Regions from separate parts of the Cricetulus griseus genome. Here region 1 is linked to region 2. The links are chromatin contacts, called in public Hi-C maps. All regions are on one chromosome and are shown on one strand. Each heading gives the region's core, a stretch centred on a gene start, on an enhancer-like site or on the middle of the called end of the contact. The rest is flanking DNA. Distances are from core to core; before and after follow the strand shown. Region 1 has its middle 22 kb from the start of Thoc3. Region 2 has its middle 45 kb from the start of Sfxn1.

What was found. A called contact is a pair of places that touch in the nucleus more often than the background predicts.
Region 1: a Hi-C map of the CHO-K1 cell line shows a contact between it and region 2, with 6 times the contacts expected there. The contact joins two enhancer-like sites. A contact is called at or near these places in 2 of 8 Hi-C or Micro-C datasets (the CHK-Q cell line and the CHO-K1 cell line).

The regions. Positions count from the first base shown.
Region 1 is chr3:273,489,791-273,494,312 of CriGri-PICRH-1.0, reverse strand. No RefSeq gene overlaps it. Among named protein-coding and RNA genes, the nearest start is that of Thoc3, 22 kb to the left of the region's middle. Within about 2 kb of position 2,407, at least 4 of the 6 cell types and tissues checked have open chromatin away from gene starts, as enhancers often do. A contact at or near this core is called in the CHO-K1 cell line, where this site is marked.
Region 2 is chr3:273,130,798-273,135,463 of CriGri-PICRH-1.0, reverse strand. No RefSeq gene overlaps it. Among named protein-coding and RNA genes, the nearest start is that of Sfxn1, 45 kb to the right of the region's middle. Within about 2 kb of position 3,328, at least 1 of the 6 cell types and tissues checked has open chromatin away from gene starts, as enhancers often do. A contact at or near this core is called in the CHO-K1 cell line, where this site is marked.

The DNA.
Region 1 (4,522 bases), core at 1,158-3,657, 360 kb before region 2:
GGTAGCTCAGAGACCCACAGGGCATGGAGTCCCCCATCCATACCTGCTCCACAGGCACCCCCAGATCAGAGCCACCCAAGGGGCAGGATGCATGGGAGCCCAGGGGAGAGGTTCGAAGGGAGGAGGGGTCTTTAGAAGGACCATCTATGAGGTCGGCATCAGAGGCGCAAAGGGGACAAGAAAGCTGTACCCAGCAAGGGAGAAGGCTCAGGGTACAGACAGGCCAGGCTCACAAGCAGATCATCTGAAGTTCAGAGCTGAGCCGGCCGGGAGGGACTGCTAGACTGGACACCATAGGGCCAGTTGCTCTATGTCACTAACCTGCCACAACTTGACAGTCACACAGGCTTGTAACCTTCCAGAGTTTCTGATTCTCATCATGGTAGTAACCAGGACTTAAACAGGTAAGACTGAATGGGGGTAACTCCAGGGGAAGTGTAGCCATAGTGCTAATATTTTATTTACACAAAAATAAACAGTGCAATGGTACAAAATTTGCTTTAGTTTTTTGTTTTCCTCCCTCCCTCCCTCCCTCCCTCCCTCCTCCCTCCCTCCCCTCCCTCCCTCCCTCCCTCCACTCCTCCTCCTCCTCCTCCTCCTTTTTCTGAGACAGGTTTCTGTGTAGCCTTGGCTGTCCTGGAACTCTCTCTGTAGACCAGGCTGGCCTCAAACTCACAGAGATCCACCTGCCTCTGCCTCCAAGTGTTAGGATCAAAGGTGTGCACCAGCACCACCTGGCTTTGCTTTAGCTTTTAATAAATGATAACATGTATACCAAAAAATTTAAAAATAAATTTCTTGGAGCTGGAGAGATGGCTTAGTGGATAAGAGCACCTGGCTGTGCTTCTAGAGTATCCAGGTTCAATTCTCAGCACCTACACGATGGCTAATAATTACCTATTACTGCAGTTCCAGGGGATCCAATGCCATCTTCTGGCCTCAGGCACCAGACATAGACAGACATCAGGGAACCCTCTTCTCTCCCTACACACACACACACACACACACACACACACACACACACACACACTTCTTAGCTGGATGTTGTGACTCACACCTTTAGTCCCAGTGTTTGGGAGTCAGAGGCAGGCGGATCTCTGTGAGTTCAAGGCCAGTCAGGATTACATAATAAAAGCGTATCTCCTAATAAATAAATTTTTGTAGTATTTTTAGTGTTTTATTTGTGTTCCTATTTTATATACTTATATGCCGGTTGTGGTAGCTTGAATGTAATTGGCCCCAATAATCTCATAGGGAGTGGTACTATTAGGAGGTGTGGCTTTGTTGGAGGAAGTGTCACTGTAAGGGTGGGTTTGAGGCTTCCTGCGCTCAGGATCTTGCACATTGTGTCCGCTGACTCCCTGTTGCCTGTAGGATGCAGGGCCCTCAGCAGCACCACATCTTCCTGGACCACACTGCCATGCTCCCTGCCATGGTGACCATGGACTGGACCTCTGGAACTGTAAGCGAGCCATCCCAATTCAATGTCTCCTTTATAAGAGTTGCCGTGGTCATGGTGTCTCTTCACAGGGACAGAAACCCTAACTAAGACACCCATGTTCATAGAAAAATTTTCTGGCTCAAACAGTAAGAAGCCCTATTCATCTTCAGACTCTGGGCTCCTCCAGGCCCCTGTCTCCCTCTGTGGGTCACAGGGAAGGAGACCCAGAGTGGAATTTGTGCACTGGGGTTCTCTGATGAAACCAGCCGGACGCCAGAGCCTTTACTGTCGAGCCTATGCCTGGGGTCATCTCAGCATCCACAGCGCTGCACCCCTGACTCGGCTCCTATCAATTTGGCTTGGAAGCACCTGGGCTGCAACATCACCTGGCCTCAGGCTTTTGTTTGGCAAACTCCAACATCCCTAAGTAGTGCCTTTTCCGCAGCTGAGGAGTGAATGTCCTCCAGTGCGCTCACACGGAGGGGCTGGCACAGAGCACTGAAGGCATTCCGTTAGACTCTCCGCTCCAGCCCAGCTTCTCTCCGGCAAAAAGGGAGGAGGGGTGGCGGAGAGGCACTTTTGGCTGGCTGTGAGGGGGCTGAGGGGGTCAGCTTGAGTGCCTTGCCTGTCTTTAAGCAGCTGGAAGTTCTGTTTTAGAAACGCCGCCTGGGGCAGCGTGGAGACTTACAGATCAGAAGGAAGAAATGCTGGAGGCTGCTGCAAGGCAGAGCAGTTCAGAAACGCTGTGCTAGAGGCTTAAACCCCGCTGTTAGGTCTGGCCCGGAGTTTTAGCTCTTGTTGGCCGCTCGTTGTTGTAACATAATAGTGGAGCTTAAAAGGAAATGTTTACTTCTGCTGAGGGAGGGAGGGAGAGGAAGGAGGAAAACAGAGGACAGAGAATGAAATATCCTCTTTGAGGGTATGCCCCAATGAACAGCTTCCTCCAATTAGGCTCCACCTCCCACTTGTCACCACTGTGTAATCTCACCATCAGCTAACTAGTCATCAAGCCTCCAAGTTTAAATCCCCCAAACTGTCCAGGAGACATGGCTGCTGCTGGTGAATTCTTTCCGTACAAGGACACAGATCCAGCATGTAGACGGATCACACTGCAGATCGTCCACACACACGGCCTTGGTCTCCTTAACCTTTGTGAGCCTCAGTTTCCTTCTCTGTAAACCCGATTCCTAAGAAAGTTGTAAGAATTCCGGGTGACTCGTGACTGCCCAGCACGGTTCCCGCTGACACCATCCAGCAGTAGGAGGTACCCCTGGGGAGGCTGTAGCAGAGTCCAAGGAGAAAGGGATCCAGGCTAGCGGCCAAGGAGGGAGAGAGAGCAGGGGATGTGGTTTTCAGGTTCAAAGCGGCTAAGACCAGTCGGTTGGGTCCCTGTGTGGCCGCTAGAGGGCAGACGAGGCAAGGCTGAGGGCGGAAACCTGCTCCAGGGTGCAGAGGGGGCCTGTGCTTTCCGCCCGCATTCCCCTTTGTGGAGCCTTTGTGTGGGCTGTGTGCCTGCCTCGGGCCGTCCGTCCTTTTTCCCCTGTACACGAGCTGCTGTTTTGGGAAACACTCAGTGTGCCCCAGCCTTACGCCGGCGCCATTAGCAGGTGAAGTGTGCGTTTTGATTCCTGGAGGCACAGCCTGGACGGAAAGTGGGCCTGCCGCTCCCTGCAGCTGTGCCAGCTACTTGGGGTCTGCTCCACCCTGCACCCTCCCTGCTTCCCAGCTCTTTCCGGCACTCTTTGATCTTGTGTGCAGAGTATTAAAGTGAGCCTCAGATCCTTAATCCATTTCGAAGGCTGTCCGGTAGCAGCGTTTCTAGGGACCCACTAAACGCACTGGCTGGCTGGAACATTTCAGAGCTGGTTTTCCTTCCAAGGTCATGGAGTATGAGGAGGGGAAGGAAGACAACAGAAGCACAGTCATAGGTTTTGGAGTTATAGCTCAGGCCAAGCCTGGTATATTGATTTATCCCGTAACATCCGTAAGAAGTGCCGCGGGTAGCTCCGCGGGAAAAGTGCTTGCCATGCAAGAGCGAAGACTCCAGTTTGTCCCCCTGAATACATGTAAAAAAGCCCAGTGTGATTGTACCCAGTGCCCTGGAGGCAGAGACAGGTCGATCCCTGGGTTCACAGATTCCCCCAGCCAAATTTGCCAACTTGAGGCCATTGAGAGAAACCTTGTCTGGGAAAAAAAACGAAGGAACCACGCAGGGGGTCGACCTCCAGGCGCCATCTCTCGGGCACACAGAGTATATATACAAGCCTCACACAGAGATGAGAGATGCGCACCCCTCCCTCCACACGGCTCCCTGAGCACACCCTCCTGTGAGTTTTACATATTACCCCTTCCAGCTGCCCACGAGGTGTTTTAATCCCAAAGAAAGTGGGACTCAAGGGAGGTTGTATTAGTTAATTTTCTCATTGTTGAAACCAAATGCCCAGAAAAAAAAAAAAAGAAAGAAAAATCACAATTTAGAGGTTTTATGGATTTCTTTTTAGCTCGTGCTTTGAGGGTGCAGTCCATGGCTGCTTGGGCATGGTGGCTGGAGTATGAGGCAACAGGTCACAGTTTATCCACAGACACGAAGAAGGGGGGATGAGTGCTGGCTCTCGCGGGGCTTTTCTTCCTTTCCCCTCTTTAGTCAGTCTGTGACCCCAGCACACAAGATGGTGCCACCCACATTAAAGGTACATGTTTTAAATTTTTTTCCATGAATTTCTTTTTTATATATAATTTGTTTTTATTTGATGTGCATTGGTGTTTTGCCTGCGTGAAGGTGTCAGGTTCCCTGGAACTGGAGTTACAGACAGTTGTGAACCACACTATGAGTGCTGGGAATTGAACTCAGGACCTCTGAAAGAGCAGTCAGTGCTTTTGACTACTGAGTCATCTCTCCAGTCCCTTAAAGTTACCTCTTACCTTCTCAGTTAAACTTGTCTGGATCCCCCCCCCCCCCACACACCCAGAGAGTGTCTCCTTGGTGATTCTAAATGAAGTCAAGTTGACAGCCAAGACTGACAGAACGCTATACACAGGGCTGCAAGATGTTCCTATCAGGTATTTCCAACCAGTGTGCCT
Region 2 (4,666 bases), core at 2,079-4,578:
ACAGAATATCTGAAACGAATGGATGACTAGATACCACTCCAACTGAAGAGCATGGAGGTGGAGTAAAAACACCTGTGCTTTGAAATCTAGTCTTAGTCAGCCTTGGCTTTACAGTGGACTGCTGTATAGCCATTCTCCTCAAATAGAAGCATTCCCTCTTGGAGTGAGAAGTTCTGAAGTAGACAGAGCTCTTGTCCATCCTCTCAACAAAACATCCATTACATAATGCTACCCCTTGAATGTTTTATAGACTCAGTAAAGCATCTAGACAATTAGTTAAAAATAGTGGCTGAAGAGCCGGAACAAAAGCATTGCATGAGTGAGTGAAAAGACATGCTCAGGAGCCATAGATACCTGGGTAAAGGTTTTAGCGCCAGAGGTGAGCTCCCTCCTTATGAGGTGTTAGCTAGGGAGGTGCCCTTGCTCATACAAGATATCACCACTGGTGTTGGGTGCCTCCCGGAACTACATGGTAAGTCCCTATTGCTGAAGGCACTGCATTTTGGTATAGCGCCACAAAGTAGGATGAAGTCTGTTTCTGAAGAATTGCCATTGACAATCCTTTCCAATTATGGATTCTGTGTGCTACATTACCAACATGCGAGGCAACAAGACATGTCTGATGATGCAGCAGCAGCATAGCTGATATGGTTGCAACTAACTGCTTTCCTGTTGTGTGGTAAGATCTACTCTGTAAGAAGACACGCATGGCTAGTTCTACAAGATAAAAGAAAAACAACTCGTGACTAAAAAGGCCCCATTAGAGAAGCAGATATTGTTTTGATAAGCAGGTGTGATGTACCTTGGAGGTGAGGTGGCAATGAGCCAGAGAATGTCTGTATGATAGTCACCTTTAAGTCAGGAGCCTAGGATCATGAGGTGCTGGAGAAACTGGGATTCTGAGTCGTAAAAGAGCTTATAGGAGCGTCTAGTGGAGGCTCCCGGGACAGGCCATCATCACATGCCAATGACATTTTAAACATGAAGAGGCTCCGGGGCCACATACTGAGACCCTGTGTAAGGAGTCTTTCTTTGGACTGCCAGCTCCCAAATAATAATGTGGAAACTTATTAATTATGAAAGCTTGACCTTAGCTTAGGCTTGTTCCCAGCTAGCTTTGGACATTTAAATTAACCCATTTATACAAATCCATGCTCTGCCATGTGGTTCATGTGCCACGTGTCATGTGCCATGTGTCACCTCTCCTCATACTGTACAGCCGTCTTCCCTGTGTCTCACTGCGAATTCCACCTCTATGGCTCCCAGAGTTCTTATCTCTCCCCAGAAGTCCCACCTATCTTTTCCTGCTTGTCTATTGTCCATTCAGCTCTTTATTAAACCAATCAGAGGGTTGTGTAGCTGAGGTACATTTTAACAGTGTGCAAAAAGATTATTCCACAACAGCCCTATCTCAAAAAAGGTGAGCTCCAGGCTCCTCCCTCCATTGTTCTGGGTTTAGCTGCAAAAGTGGTTTCCTTTGGCCAGTGGATATTTACAAATATAGCACAATTAGGAGTGTGATAAATACTTGGAATAATGAGGTCTAGCTTTTTAGGTGGTGAAAGGCTACATGGAGGAGCACTGGGGTGCCCAGCCAAGAAGCCTAGCCTGACTAGTAGGCTTGTAATGTTACTGAGGACATCTTGGGTTTCCCAGCAACCACGTGCAGCTCCTGGCATGAGAACAGGTAAAACCTGGAGTGGTGAAGCCTTGCCAGCTACAGGATTAGGAAGAGCAGACGCCTCTTGGAGAAAGTGGTTGTAATGGTTTGTTGTACAGCAAAAGACAGATTGTCCATATACTAGAATAAGCACCTTACAAGGAGAAAAGATACTTCTCGAAACCTCACACTGACATCCAAAAGACCAAAGAGCAGATCGAGCCCAAAACAGGGCTCCAAACCTGAGCTTTCAAGGCTCTGTTCACCTGCGATCCTCTCCAAACTGTGTCTGTGCAGAAGAGCTGTGACCTCGAGGACGGCTCTAGGACATCTTGGTTGTTAATGTGGGGACAGAGGCTGGCCCTATCCATCCAGACACTGGTAGAAGGTAGGCTAAGGGCTGGGCCCAGAAGGAGATGGAGGTGGCAGGCAACCAATGTGATTGGCCAGGGTGCCCTGCTCAGTGCTCTCCCTGTTTCATAGTGGCTGGTAAATCTTGGGCTTGTCATGGTCCCCACCTGTGAAGTGGGGATTTCTACTGCAGCCATTCACAGGCTTGTGTGGGATGAAATGAAGGGCTCTCCAGAGGGAAATGGAAACATAATAAATGAGCCTACAGTCTGCAAAACGGGGCTCATTGGTGGGTGAAATTTACATGGGAGAACTGTGGTGATAGCTTGCTTGTACAAATAAAGCATGTCTGAAGATCAGAGGATAGAGCTTGTTACTGGCTAACCGTAGAGGTTAGGAGGTCTGCACAGACAGACAGGAAGTGAGATGGCTGGGCAGGGACAGGAAGTGAAATGGCTGGGTGGAGAGAGGATATAAGCAGGAAGAAAGAGGAACTTGCTCCCTTTTCCGCTGGGAAGCTAATTGAGGTAAAGGTGACTGTGGCTTGCTCCGTCTTCTCTCTGATCTCAGGATTTTCTTCCATATCTGACTCTGGGTTTTTATTATTTAGATGAATACACATCAATAAGCTCAGCTCATTGCTGGACCAAGTATCACTGTGAGGGCCTTAATCTACTTTGGAGTATCGCCAAAGTCCCCAAAAGACTTCTGGTATGTTCCTGCCACTGTAAATTCTCAGCCAGAGATGCACCTTAAAACCAGTTCCCAGAGCTTAAATTCCCAGCCCCAGACCTTCCTCGGCAGACAAAGGTTTGGATGAGGACGGGAACGAGGACGGAGCACTAGGCCCCTTTAATCCCCCCCCCCCCAGATGAACCTGGAGTGGACACCAAGCACTCTAAAGCTCAGCCAACTTTTTAAAAAATTTATTTAGTTTAGAAATAATCTTATTTTACATATCAATCCCAGTTCCCTCTCCCTCCCATCCTCCCATTCCCCCCCCCCCCACCAATCCCTCCATCCCACCTGAAAGGTTCAGGCATTACGCTGGCCGCCCCTGTTACCTGGCGGAACCCTGGTCAGCCCAGGGTTCCATGGGAACTGAGTCTGCACGCAGGTGCAAAGGACCCTTTAAAGGACGGATCCCTGCCCAATTATGCTTTTTTTTTACTCTCTTTACTCGCTCTCTTCTCTCTCTACTGCTGTTTCTTCGCTCTCTCTTCTCCCATCTACGCGCTCTCTCTGCCTCTCTATGGCGACCGGCCATAGCGGTCAGCCATAAACACGACACCACCCCCATCCATCCAATCCCTAAGGAGGGTGAGCCATACTCCGGGAATCCAGTTGTAGAGAGGGAGGAGCGATGAGCAAAGGGGTCAAGACTGTGCCAGAGAAACCCGCAGAAACAGCTGACCTGACCAAGTGAGAGCTCAGCCAACTTTTGATGATATCCCCATTGCTGCCACTCTCTGTCCTTGTCCCTCCGTCCCTCCCTCTCTGGCTCTCTTTCCAGATCTGCTTCCTCCTTCCAGTTTTTGCTGGGAAGCTCTGCTTAAGCACCTGGGGATTCCTTTGTTCCTCAAGCTAAGTTCACAAGGCACCGCTTCTCTTTGTGGCAGCCCTACTTCACACAGCAGTTTCCTCTTTCTCCCCTTCCTCCTCCTCCATCAGAACCGCCAGCACCCGCACCTGCCCCCCTCCACCTTCCTTGATGTCTCCTGGCCTGTGTTGCCTGCTCCATCCTCACCCATACACGGCCCTGAAAACCTCCCACCCCACCCCTCCTTCCTCTCCACAAGACCTCCTCTCCGAAAGTGGATCCCAGTCTCTCCTTTCCAGTCTGAAATTGTTATTCAGAGTTTGTACCACAGGGTTGGGCCCTTCTTCTTTCAATAGAACTGGTACTTTCCTGTCTATTTTTAGTTTTAAAAAGCTGTTCTCTCGTGTTACCATCTTTCTCGGAGACGGCGCTTCTGCAGTCAGCATTTTCATTATCAGAGGCGAGCACAATCTACTATAAAAATGGAAGGCAGCAGGGCTTGGCTCATGTCTGCTGTCAGCCCTGTGGGATCTGGGCTCCTGGCCCTGCAAGCAGCTGGATGACTCTCCAGGGCACAAAGCTCCAAGAGCAGTGTGGATGCTTTTCCATTTGGATGCTGTTCCCAAAAAAAAAAAAAAAAAAAAAAAAAGACAAGGGGCAGAGGGACATGGACAGGACACTGGCCATAGTTCCCCGTGAACTCTTAATTTGGTGGAGCTGATTGGCCCAGATGAGGGGACAACTTGGAGATCCAAATTGTGATGTCTCATATCACAAAGGCAGGGACAGTGCCAGACTATGAAGGCAGCCCAGAGCTGGGGATGAAGTCGCAGTGTCTCATGGGGCTCAGAGACAGGACCAGGATCCAGGGACTCCTCCTGAAATGGCAAATGATGCTGTGCTCTCCTGCAAGCAGAGTTCTCTCCCTGCTGATTTCTTCTTCCATTGAGGATGACTCATTAGTGACAGCTCGGGTACACGGGCACACCCACTCCCTGTGTCCTTCCGAAGCAAGGTTACCCCTCATTTTCTGTCATCACAGATAACACACAGGGCAAGGACAGGGCCTAGACCATGCTAGTCCTAGGTGTGACAATGCCTTTCTCCTACCTCTT